Regions from separate parts of the Bicyclus anynana genome. Here region 1 is linked to region 2. Evidence: chromatin contacts called from public Hi-C data. All regions are on one chromosome and are shown on one strand. The core of a region is the stretch at or near the end of the contact, and the rest is flanking DNA. Distances in the headings are between cores, read along the strand shown. Region 1 overlaps LOC112045511 (alpha-mannosidase 2). Region 2 holds the start of LOC112045511 (alpha-mannosidase 2).

The links. Hi-C and Micro-C count contacts between places; a contact is called where the count stands out from the background.
Region 1: a contact with region 2 is called in a Hi-C map of whole body, with 2.4 times the contacts expected there. The contact joins the enhancer-like site here to the promoter of LOC112045511 in region 2. A contact is called at or near these places in 2 of 2 Hi-C or Micro-C datasets (whole body and whole larva).

Annotation. Positions count from the first base shown.
Region 1 is chrZ:2,326,816-2,332,263 of ilBicAnyn1.1, forward strand. It overlaps LOC112045511 (alpha-mannosidase 2), which reads left to right. Exons shown (of 9, transcript XR_008252282.1): 5 at 1,690-1,782; 6 at 2,345-2,539; 7 at 4,322-4,433; 8 at 4,555-5,448. Among protein-coding and RNA genes, the nearest start is that of LOC112045502, 19 kb to the right of the region's middle. Within about 2 kb of position 3,311, at least 2 of the 8 cell types and tissues checked have open chromatin away from gene starts, as enhancers often do.
Region 2 is chrZ:2,243,205-2,248,781 of ilBicAnyn1.1, forward strand. It overlaps LOC112045511 (alpha-mannosidase 2), which reads left to right and starts at 2,834. Exons shown (of 9, transcript XR_008252282.1): 1 at 2,834-3,009; 2 at 5,201-5,333.

The DNA of each region.
Region 1 (5,448 bases), core at 2,061-4,560, 84 kb after region 2:
CGAAAAGTTTGTCATTCCATATAGTCCAACTTCAGAAGATACGGTAGGTAACTATGGAATTTGGAACGCGGCGGCTTTGGAAGGCAGAAGGTTTTAAATGTTCAGAGTCTCAATGAATAATATTTTTAAAGTTAAATTTTTAATGATCATCATCATCATCATCATCATCATCATAAACAACCGTTGGACGTCCACGGCTGGACATAGGCCTCTTGCATGGACTTGCAAACACAACGGTCTCAGTCCCTGCATTCCGCTCTATGTCCTCCGTCCACCCAGGGATGCGTGAACCAGCTCTGCACTTCGGTGCGGGGTCGCCATTCCAACACCTTGAGACCCCAACGTCCATCGGCTCTACAAACTATGTGCCATGCCTATTGCCACTTCAGCTTTGCGACATATCAGTGACATAAGAATGAAATTTCGCATCATATTTTTCGCATGTCGGGTTACACTTACAGTATGCATTATTAGTAGGGGTTAAATCATCGGCGCTCGGCATATGAAAATTAAAATCTTATATTTTACATGATAATTTCACTTGCATCGTATCGTGGTTTCAATAACCACACATTATTTTTATAATATATTTTCTTCCCTAGACGCAGGTCAAATATTCAAATAGGTCAAGTAATTTTTAGTTTTAGCAAAATTCATCATCATCCATCGTTATGATGCCCCATAATATATTTAAATCCTTTGTTCTTGGACAATAATCACTACGGATTACGTCATACATCAATACTAATTTAAATTTTAATCTGATTCGGCGACTCCCATGTACGTACGTATATCCATACGCGGATATGGGTATATATATGGGAGTCTTCTAAAAGGTTAATCCACATCTTCTAAAGGGTTAAGTTATTACCTTCGTCTATTAGCCTTAGTTTTTATTATAAAACGTTGTAAGGCTTCAAAAGTTTGTACAGAAATGTTGTCTCATCTTGTAGAATAAAATATTTGGCGTTTAAGAAGGATTTGTGAAATAATCACGTTAGCGTGTGTGAATATGCGGCCTGCGCCATCTACTGACAGCCAGCAGTATTAACTGAAACTTATTCATATACTTATTTGCGTCCGACTTGATATTTCGTGTAGTTTTGTTTGCTTTGTGAGTGACTAACGGCTACCCGTAACTTTGTCGTTTGTGTTGTTGGTCAAAAATTTCAACGAATTATGTCATTCATAAAAACTAATTTAATCTTCGAATATCATCTGTTGTATGCTTGTAATTCGTAGTTCTGGGATTAACACTGAGACAGGCATCATGTTCTTCAACATTTTCTACCGCTAATTGTCTTCAATTGATTCTCTGTCTTGTATAGATTGATCACGCCACTTTTGATGCATGATTGTGCCAGAATTATCATTTCACCGCCGCCTCCACCATGCATTATAATTTCATTTAATATTGTTTGAGTGGGTTTTCGTTGCTGTCGAGAAGTTAATGACAGCGCGATGTTCGATGTGATCCCCGATTGCAATGTAATCAATCAATATGTACATCATCAATACTACATATAAATAAAATTTAAGTGTTTGTGTGTATTTCAGGGTATTTTCTCAAATACTACTTTTTATCCCGGAAAAATCTATACTTTCCGCGGGATTTCTGTAAAACTGAAATGCACGTTGACGAATCACGGGAGTCAGCAAGTAAATAAATAAATGTTTTCCTATTCACAGCCCAGCTGGTTGCGGTCGAAAGAGTTCTGGGACAAAAAGTTCGAGGATCGCTACGAGCTGCTGCGGATGGATCGCCAACGCCTGAAGCTCAAGGTGAGACTGACACTGGCTATACTTGGCAAGTTCATTGATGACACTTCTATGATATGCGGGCGACGGGAGGGGAAGGACTGCGCAGGTTTGAAGTCGTGCGTGCGGAGCATCGCTCCTGGCCCCCGCTGACCATCGGGAGTGCTTAAAGGTTCCTCCTCGTGTGACCGAATGGACACGTGTCTTTGAGGAGATACCACAATATACTTCCGTAGGATTTACCATGAGAATTCTATAGAATTCAACATCTGAGCACACTGACTCCACGTAGTCTTGTTTTACCTACCCCTAGTGCAGTTAGCAGGGTTGACTGCGATCTCAGAAATTGTTAAATGAGGATGGCGGTACGTGTATGCTGGTGGGGTGGTAACTAGCCACGACCGACGCCTACCACCAGACCTGAGTTAATTTAGGAAATATAAAATCCTAAACTGACCCGAGCTGGATATCGAACCCATGACCTCGCTGTTGAAAACCACATCACTACCAACTGCGCCAGAGAGGTCGTCAAAATCAGAAACGACAGATCCTCGTATTCGGCTCTTCACACAAGTGTGACTTCCAGGTGATCGTGGTGCCGCACTCGCACAACGACCCCGGCTGGCTCAAGACGTTCGAGCAGTACTTCGAGACCAAGACCAACCACATCATCAACAATATCGTGCACAAGTTGAACCAGCACCTCAACATGACCTTCATCTGGTCGGAGATATCCTTCCTGCACGCATGGTGGGAGCGCGCGCACCCGGTCAAACGCAAAGTAAGCTATACCTACTACCATCATTATCATTATTAACAGCTCAGAAACGTCTGCTGGGCATAAGCCTCTTGCAAATGCTTCCAACGCCACGTTCTCGAGCAGCCAGCATACAGCGGCTTCCTGCAACCCGCTTGATGTTCTCAAGGTCGGCATTCCAGCACCTTGGGACCCAAACGTCCATCGGCTCTTTAAACTGTGTGCCCTACATATTGCCTTTTCAGCTCAGCTCAGCTATGACAGTGACTTTTGTACTTTTGCCTGTCATGTCTCGGATCCGTAGTTCATCACTGGCAACACGCACTACTTTACGAAAGATAGATAAGAGAGATAGAAGTAGCTCGACAAGTCTATCTATGCGAATCCCTTAATGTAATATAACCCCATGGGGTTGTTGCTTTCATCTGATTCTATATTAATGGGACTGCAGCAGCGTCTTTTGCAGATCGGATAGATATTGATATTAATGAATTAACATTATCAGTCTTACCCGCCAACCCGATTTAATATAAAAGAGTCCCTTATTAGTATATTTAAATGAGTACAACGATTATCCCTACTCCATTCCGCGGAAGTCTTGTTTCATCACTCGTTGTTGAACGTATCCTCACGACTTTACACAACTTGCAATACAGAAGTAAACTTGTAAAGATAGAAAGTGCATCGAATAAAGCTTGCAATAAAGTTTTGTCGCTCCCGCCCTACAGTGACGAGCGAGCACTGCAGGCGCCATCTGTAGCATGAATGTTACAACGGAAACGAATCAAGTGGCCGCGTCTCGGTACGAGTCTGTTCAATTAAAACGTGGTTCGTTTACAGGATACGGTTCGAGCTTCGCTACATCTGAACGGAGTTGCAGATGGCGTGCAACGCAGAACTTGTTGCATCTTTTAGTAATTATCGGACTATTACGCCAACTGTAATAGTCCGGTATCTGTAGAACATTTTTTACAACTGATTACTATCAAGTGAATTTTTCATAGCTACATCTCGATGAGACGATCAACTTATTTTTACGTAAATTCTCGATTCTGGTAGGTAACTGAGCTACCAGGAAATTTAAATTTCTGAGCGGGAACGAGATAATGTACCACGCAATTTGTAGGACATTATGGCTGTTAAGTTGTATAACTATTCATTAATCAACGTTAGTAACGAGTTTATTAAAAGTTGTTACCAGCCAGATGTTTTTTTAATGTTACTTAATTAATAGTTGAGTAGGGAAGGGTAAAGGTAAGAAAGAAGCGCATATAAGTGAAACCGAAGCTTGACCAGGTCCGCTAGTTAATAAATACAAACACAAAATACAATAAGACGAACAACCTTAACCCGCATACTACCGCGGCCACTCAAACAAACCGTGCCATGTAATGCCTCTACATCTCCTTTCTTTTCATTTTACGTGCTTTTGCTAATTAAAATTAAATAAGGGTCATTGTTAGATATCCGTGGATGGTCTTTAAATTTTAATAAAAATATATAAAATATTTTATTTTGCTAACATAATTATTATAAACTGCAACCTTCTTTTAAGAGTCGTATCTACTTCTGTGTCAAAACCAGCGGAAAGCTTTACTCTTCTTTATTTTAATTTAATTTTTGAAGCTATTTTCAGAATTAGCCCCCTATTCTGACGAAACTATATCGAGAAACTCGCAGTGAATCGCTCAACGCAGACTACAGAGTCGTGCAAGTCATCTACTAATGTGATGTTGATCTTAGATTTGCCAGATGACGTCACGAATAACTTGAATGACTTTTAAATCTTACGTTTGTCCTTTACAGTCCTTCAAGAAGCTTGTCATTGATGGACGGCTCGAGATCACCGCCGGCGGCTGGGTCATGCCGGACGAGGCGTGCACTCACATCTACGCTCTCGTCGACCAGTTCATTGAAGGTACCGTCTCGACACCTCCCCTGTCCTCGTCCCTTAACATTAGGTGTGATCGCACTCAAGGGCTCACATGTCATTCAATAAAAAAAAATATTCTGTTTATTTACAACATTTTTTCTTTCAGGCCACAACTGGGTGATGACTAACCTGGGGGTAGCCCCCAAGACGGGCTGGTCCATAGATCCGTTCGGCCACGGCCCCACCGTGCCGCACCTTCTGGAGCAGAGCGGGCTGGAGGGCACCATCATACAGCGGATCCACTACGCCTGGAAGCAGTGGCTCGCGCAGCGCCAGATCGAGGAGTTCTACTGGGTCACCGGCTGGGAGCACGAAGAGCCCTCCATGATAGTCCACAACATGCCCTTCGACATCTACTCGATCAAGTCGACGTGCGGCCCGCACCCCGCCGTGTGCGTCGGCTTCGACTTCCGCAAGATCCCCGGCGAGTACACCGAGTACACCGCCAAGTACGAGGAGATCACCGAGCGCAACTTGCCGGGCAAGGCGCGCGCGCTCGTGGAGCAGTACCGGCGCATCGGCTCGCTCACGCCGCACAACGTGGTGCTGGTCCCGCTGGGCGACGACTTCCGCTACGAGCACGGCGTCGAGTTCGACGCGCAGTACGCCAACTACATGAAGATGTTCGCCTACATCAACAGCCACAGCGACCTGCACGCCGAAGTCTCCTTCGGCACCCCGGCCGACTACTTCACCGCTGTCCGCGAGCGGCACAACGACGTACCGACGCTCAAGGGCGACTTCTTCGTCTACTCCGACATCTTCAGCGAGGGCAAGCCCGCCTACTGGTCTGGGTACTACACCACGCGGCCCTACCTCAAGATCCTGGCGCGCCAGTTCGAGCACCAGTTGCGCAGCGCCGAGATCCTCTTCACGCTGGCGTGGAACAGTCTCGCACAAGGCGGCCACGACGGCGAAACGTGCCGCCGCCGGTTGGACAAGTCCTATGAGCAGTTGGTGGCCGCGCGCAGGAGCCTGGGGCTCTTCCAGCACCACGATG
Region 2 (5,577 bases), core at 1,584-4,083:
TCAATACCAAATAATCAAGCCCAATTGAGAAGTTCCATTACCAGTCATTTGTCTTCATCATCAGATCGACTCCAGACCTTCATCAAATTGCAGTGATTTAAAATGCATAATGAAAATATTAAGACACGCTATAGTCGCCCTTACGATTTTTGAAAGTTCCCCTCGATTTCTCCATGATCCCATCATCAGACCCTGACATGAAAAAAATGGGACCACCTCGGGAATATACCCTTGCAAACAAAAAAAAGTAAAGTAAATTATACAACAAAAAAACATAAGACTAAAATTGAAGTCCTCCTCCTTTTTTTGAAGACGGTTAAAAATAAGGAAATAAGATGTAATGAGTATATTTTTATTGGTAACCAGCGGACGTTCGCGACTTCGTCCGCGTGGAAATCAATGTAAACTTTCAAGCCCTATTGCACCACTTTAATGGTTGCATTTAAAAAAAATTTTGAATAACATTATATTTCTTATTTTTGATTTATGAACAAATTTTAAAAGCTGTAACTCTAAAAATGAAGGAATTTTCATACTAACTTTCAAAATTATGAAAAAAGTTTGTATAAGTGATTGTCAAGGAGACGCGTGACGTTCGTTTTGTTTTATTAATAGGTTTCACTGGCTTCAGTATGTTGCTTGTAAAGTTTCACTCTGGTTACTCTGTGCCTGTAACCTACTTATGTGTAGTTGGTGTATAAACAAATCTAATTGTTCCTATAATATCATATCAATCCATAGCTGGATATAGGCCTTTTGTACATCCAGATACTATATAATACAAATATATCTATATTAAATAAATCATCTTCTCTTTTACCTTATCCGACCAGTCGGGTTGGCAATAAATCTCAATCTCCTCCATTCGCCTATTTTACCCTCAACTCATCATCCACTGCCTTACACACTCAAACCATCTCTTCTTGTCCTTCGTCCTGCAATTTCAACATTCTTCTGGTACCTCATACCTTCATACCTAATACATGTCCATACCAAGATAACCTTTTACTCCTTAATTTTTCTGTCACAGTTGCCACTTTCATACTTCCTCTTATATTTTCATTCCCATTCCCTATTTTATCCATTCTTGTCCAACCTCATGCATACATATCCTATGTCTACACCTATCCTACTATCCATCCCTTTTACCACCCACTTTTTTCTGATGCATACAGCATCTTACAACCGTTTTGTATATTTTACCTGTAAGTCTAAGAGGCATTTGAGGATCTCATAGTACATCTAATAAATAAATATTAAAGTATAATAAAAGTCTTTAGTTTCCCTGATCTCCCACAAATGTTATTATTTGTGATTTAAGTTAGCAATCTACAGTGGAAATCGGTTTGTGCATTCTGGAGTTATAGCGTCAAGAAGGAAAACCAGACTTATTTTTATACATCAAGTAAATTGAATAAAATGTCAAAAAAATTAAAAATACACAAATAAATAAATTTATTCTTTAGAAACAATAACTATAATGTGGTTGGATGTTTTCCTAATTATTTATGACTTTATTATTATATATAAGTATAATATGGTTAGTAATTGTAAGTTTGAATGTTTGATGTTCAATAACTAATGAAGGGATTAGTCTCCCCTAGTTAGGGATTAGTTATGCCAAAGTCACTTGTTCACAAGTCCAAGTTATCAAATGGGTATCTGGTGTTAAGTCTATGTGTCAGGTTTGTAGTAGTCTTAGAAGCATCCTACCATGCAGAGGCTGACACCACACTTCTGACACATGAAGTTTTCTTGGTGGGTCCATGAGCAGGATAGTTTACATGGTTGAGGGTCAGCTGGACACTGGTCTTTCGTGTCATGTTTGGCTGTCAAACAGTCAGTATTTTGTCCAGTAAAAATGACAAAAGTAGGTAAAAGATTGTACAATGTTTTCGCCTTGAAGGGCATACAATTGCAAATTTTACAAAATATTACTTATCTGTATTACGAGAAACTATAATTATCATTTTATATAAATACAATAATTAAAACATTCCATCATCATTTCGACAATTCCAGTTAAAGTTAAAAAGTGAAAGATTGACATATATTTTTATATGATGTTTAGTTTTGAATAGTTGTAGAAAGTATTTTAACTTTCTTAACACTACAAAATGGATAAACGTAGTTAGCTCAATATTTTAATACATAATATTTATTTAGCAAATTAAATTATCGTGAGCATTACGAATATAACCGGAAAATGCTAAAACTTACCATGCGAAAACATAAAACATGAAAATGAAATGAAACATTGAAACCACAGATTATGATACTGAATTACTAAACTGAAAACTGATACAGAAGTTCAGAAGCTGCATTCGGAACGCGCTCCGAACGTTGGTTCTGTTGTAAACCACTTCTGTCATTTCAGCCTGTCAGACATAATAATTGTATTGCTAATTATATTATTTTTAATATAATATTAAGCATTAGTTAATGTATTTGTAGAAAAAATAGTATAGAATATATTATTATAAATATGCTTGCATGTGTTCTGAAAATATATTTATTCGCTATATAATAGACACTATTCCTCATTCGGATCGCGCTCAATTTTCAAATGTTGCCAGTAATCAGTACTCCTTCTATTTTCGTAGTATTCAAGCTTTAATTCTGATTTTACAAACATAGAAATTTAGTTTCAACACCTTAATTTTTAATACTAATAAATATGATACACGTGTCAATTACCGAATATTATATTGGTTAAAATAAAATAATGAGTTTTTAATGACAGCTTGGTGGAAATTGGTAGATATTGAAGTGGATGTGACAACTGTCAATTTATGCGTCTGTCACTCTGTCTTGAGATAGCGTGCTCGCTCACGAATTCTCCCAATCGGCAATCGGTATTGTTCCGCGGCTGGATGCGCTTGTATTGCGAGCGAGTTATACTTTTAGATCAAATAGTTTCATTTACGTGTATTTATATGATTGTTTTGGGACTTTGATTACTCGTATAATGCTGGTCACCGCTCGTGGGATTAAAGCTGAGTAATGAATGTAAGTACAAATGGATTTTAACGCCGAGTTTCAGTAATTATTTGTATGTTTACAACTTTAGGAAGACGTTAACCACTTACGTATGATGCGCGTAGTTTTTTTAGTCAATAGCGATGTCTTTTGTTTCTGTGTGTTAAATTAAAAACTTTTAGCTATGATTCACGCAAACTGTGGTTTAGGTATTATAACTTTTCCGTTGCGAATGTCTTCTTATCATCATGTTTACATTGCCGTGTTTCGACAAATTAGCTCTAAACTATACATTACAACTTTTTGAAATTCATCTATGTAACTTGTTACTTTTTATTTATTATTTTTATCAATGTATGTGCTGTATGTTTTTGTTCAAAATGTCGTGATTATTTTTTTTGCGTTAATACCACGTGAGGTTGTCGTAATTTAGTTTAGAATGTATTTATGTATTTTTATGTGTGAATGTTTTAAATATTATTTCTTTCTTTAATTTTTATTGCTGTGCGTTCACTGATAACTTTTATTTTGTAAAATAATTTTACTATGTATTTTTTTTCTGCATAAAATCAATTTTATGATTTTGCTTTTAACTACTTCACCAGCTAAGACTCTATTAGAGTTCTTTATCCATATTATACATGTTAAAAGTCTATAAAAAATGTCATAATACTTCTAAAGAAAAAGGTAATATGTCCCACTGCTATAGTTCTATTAAGTGGGGGTCTTAATAAAAAATTCTGTAGGTCCCATGGTTAGCCAATTTGGCTTCAGATCACAAAATCCTGGTTTAAAAAAAACAATGGCAATCAAATATTCAAAAAAGTTTTTACTCAAAAATTCTCAGTCCTGATTTGGGAAGCCGGTAAAACTACACCCTTCTAGTGTAATAAAGGCAGTATGTCATAGCTCAACTCATGATGTATGGCATGATGTATCAAGTATGTCATAGAGCCTCAATAGTTCAACAGTAAAGCAGACTCATCACCGATCACGGATCACCCGTGGTTTAACCCCTGCCCCATTGACCTATTGTTGTACCCACTTCTAATATTACAAATCCAAAATATAGTCTTTCCTGACTAGTTGGAGGGAGATAGAAATATTGGTCATATTTAATATTCTTTTAAAGAAAAAAATAATTAAAATTACTCAATGCTCCGGACAAAAAAAATAGAAGGATGTTATTTTAAATCTACTTCAAAAAGGAGGAGGTTCTCAATTCGGTCGGTATTTTTTTTAACTCAGTAACCCTTCCACTCCCTTGGTTATGGTCAAATCGCCATAATTTTGAAAAGTGCACTTTTAGGGTTCTGAACATCAGAGTACAATAACTGACCTCTTATACAACCACTTATGTGTTTGTGTGTCTCAATAAATTTTGCCAAATCTACTGGGGCAATTCATTTAAAAATTGATTGGAGTAGGCTAATTATAATTAGGGTCACTTTTAGGAGGTAAGATGGAAAATAATAATTAAATAAATTATATTTAGAAATCAGAAATAAAAAAAAAATATAGATAACAAAGTTCACCCACCAACCCACTTCACAGGAGTTCAACTCACACTTGTCCTATTTTTTAACAGTTATCTATTGCACCTTACCATAATCTGACATGCTAGTTCATTATTTCTTCTTCTTGTGAGCTTCTTTTTTATGGGTTGTCTTAAACGTATCCACCATATTTGGAGGTACTCAACAACACGCCAGGTACCTCTCTAACATTCATCTGCCGCGCTCCTTTAATACCCTAAATATTCTACTCATATAATACCGAATCATTTTCTTGCACTCTGATATCTTACGTCATCCAAACATGGGTTTCAATTACGGTCACGGGGATGTCAGGACTGATACATTCAGGTCATAACATCCTTACTGAACAGTCCTCTAAACTGAGGTCCGAGTCTCAGAATAGATGCCCTTAGAGAGTTGTTCTTTCTTTTGCTTCTGCTTCGGGCTCCATCAGGCGATGCTTCAGTGCTCGCTCAAAACCCCCAGTGACGGCGCTGCAGTTCTAGCAAGGTGTCTACAATCACACAAAACGCTGATTGGCGTATCGGTAAAGACGACGAAGTCTTCTATGCGAATTAGTTTTCGTCAGAAACTAAAATTGCTCAACTTCTAAAAGCTCAACTTCCTTTGGGGCTAGATGGCGATGTGCCTATTGTCCTAATATATTTAATTATATATAACAAGTAATCAACTGGTTGTAACAGAAAATGCGTGCGCTACGTCAGCTACGCTGCCGGCTGCCTTCCACGCGGCTGCTGGCGCTGTTGCTGATCGTGCTGGCCTGCGTGATCTACTGCTTCTACTACAACGTGTCGCCGATCAGCTATCCCAAGCCAAGTAAGTGACTCGTACTATACGCTGCCGGCCGCCCTCCACGCGACTCCTGGCGCTGTTGCTGATCGTGCTGGCCTGCGTGATCTACTGCCTCTACTACAACGTGTCGCCGATCAGCTGTCCCAAGCCAAGTAAATGACTTACACTATACGCAGCCGGCTGCCTTCAACGCGGCTGCTGGCGCTGTTGCTGATCGTGCTGGCCTGCGTGATCTACTGCTTCTACTACAACCAGTCACACACACTTC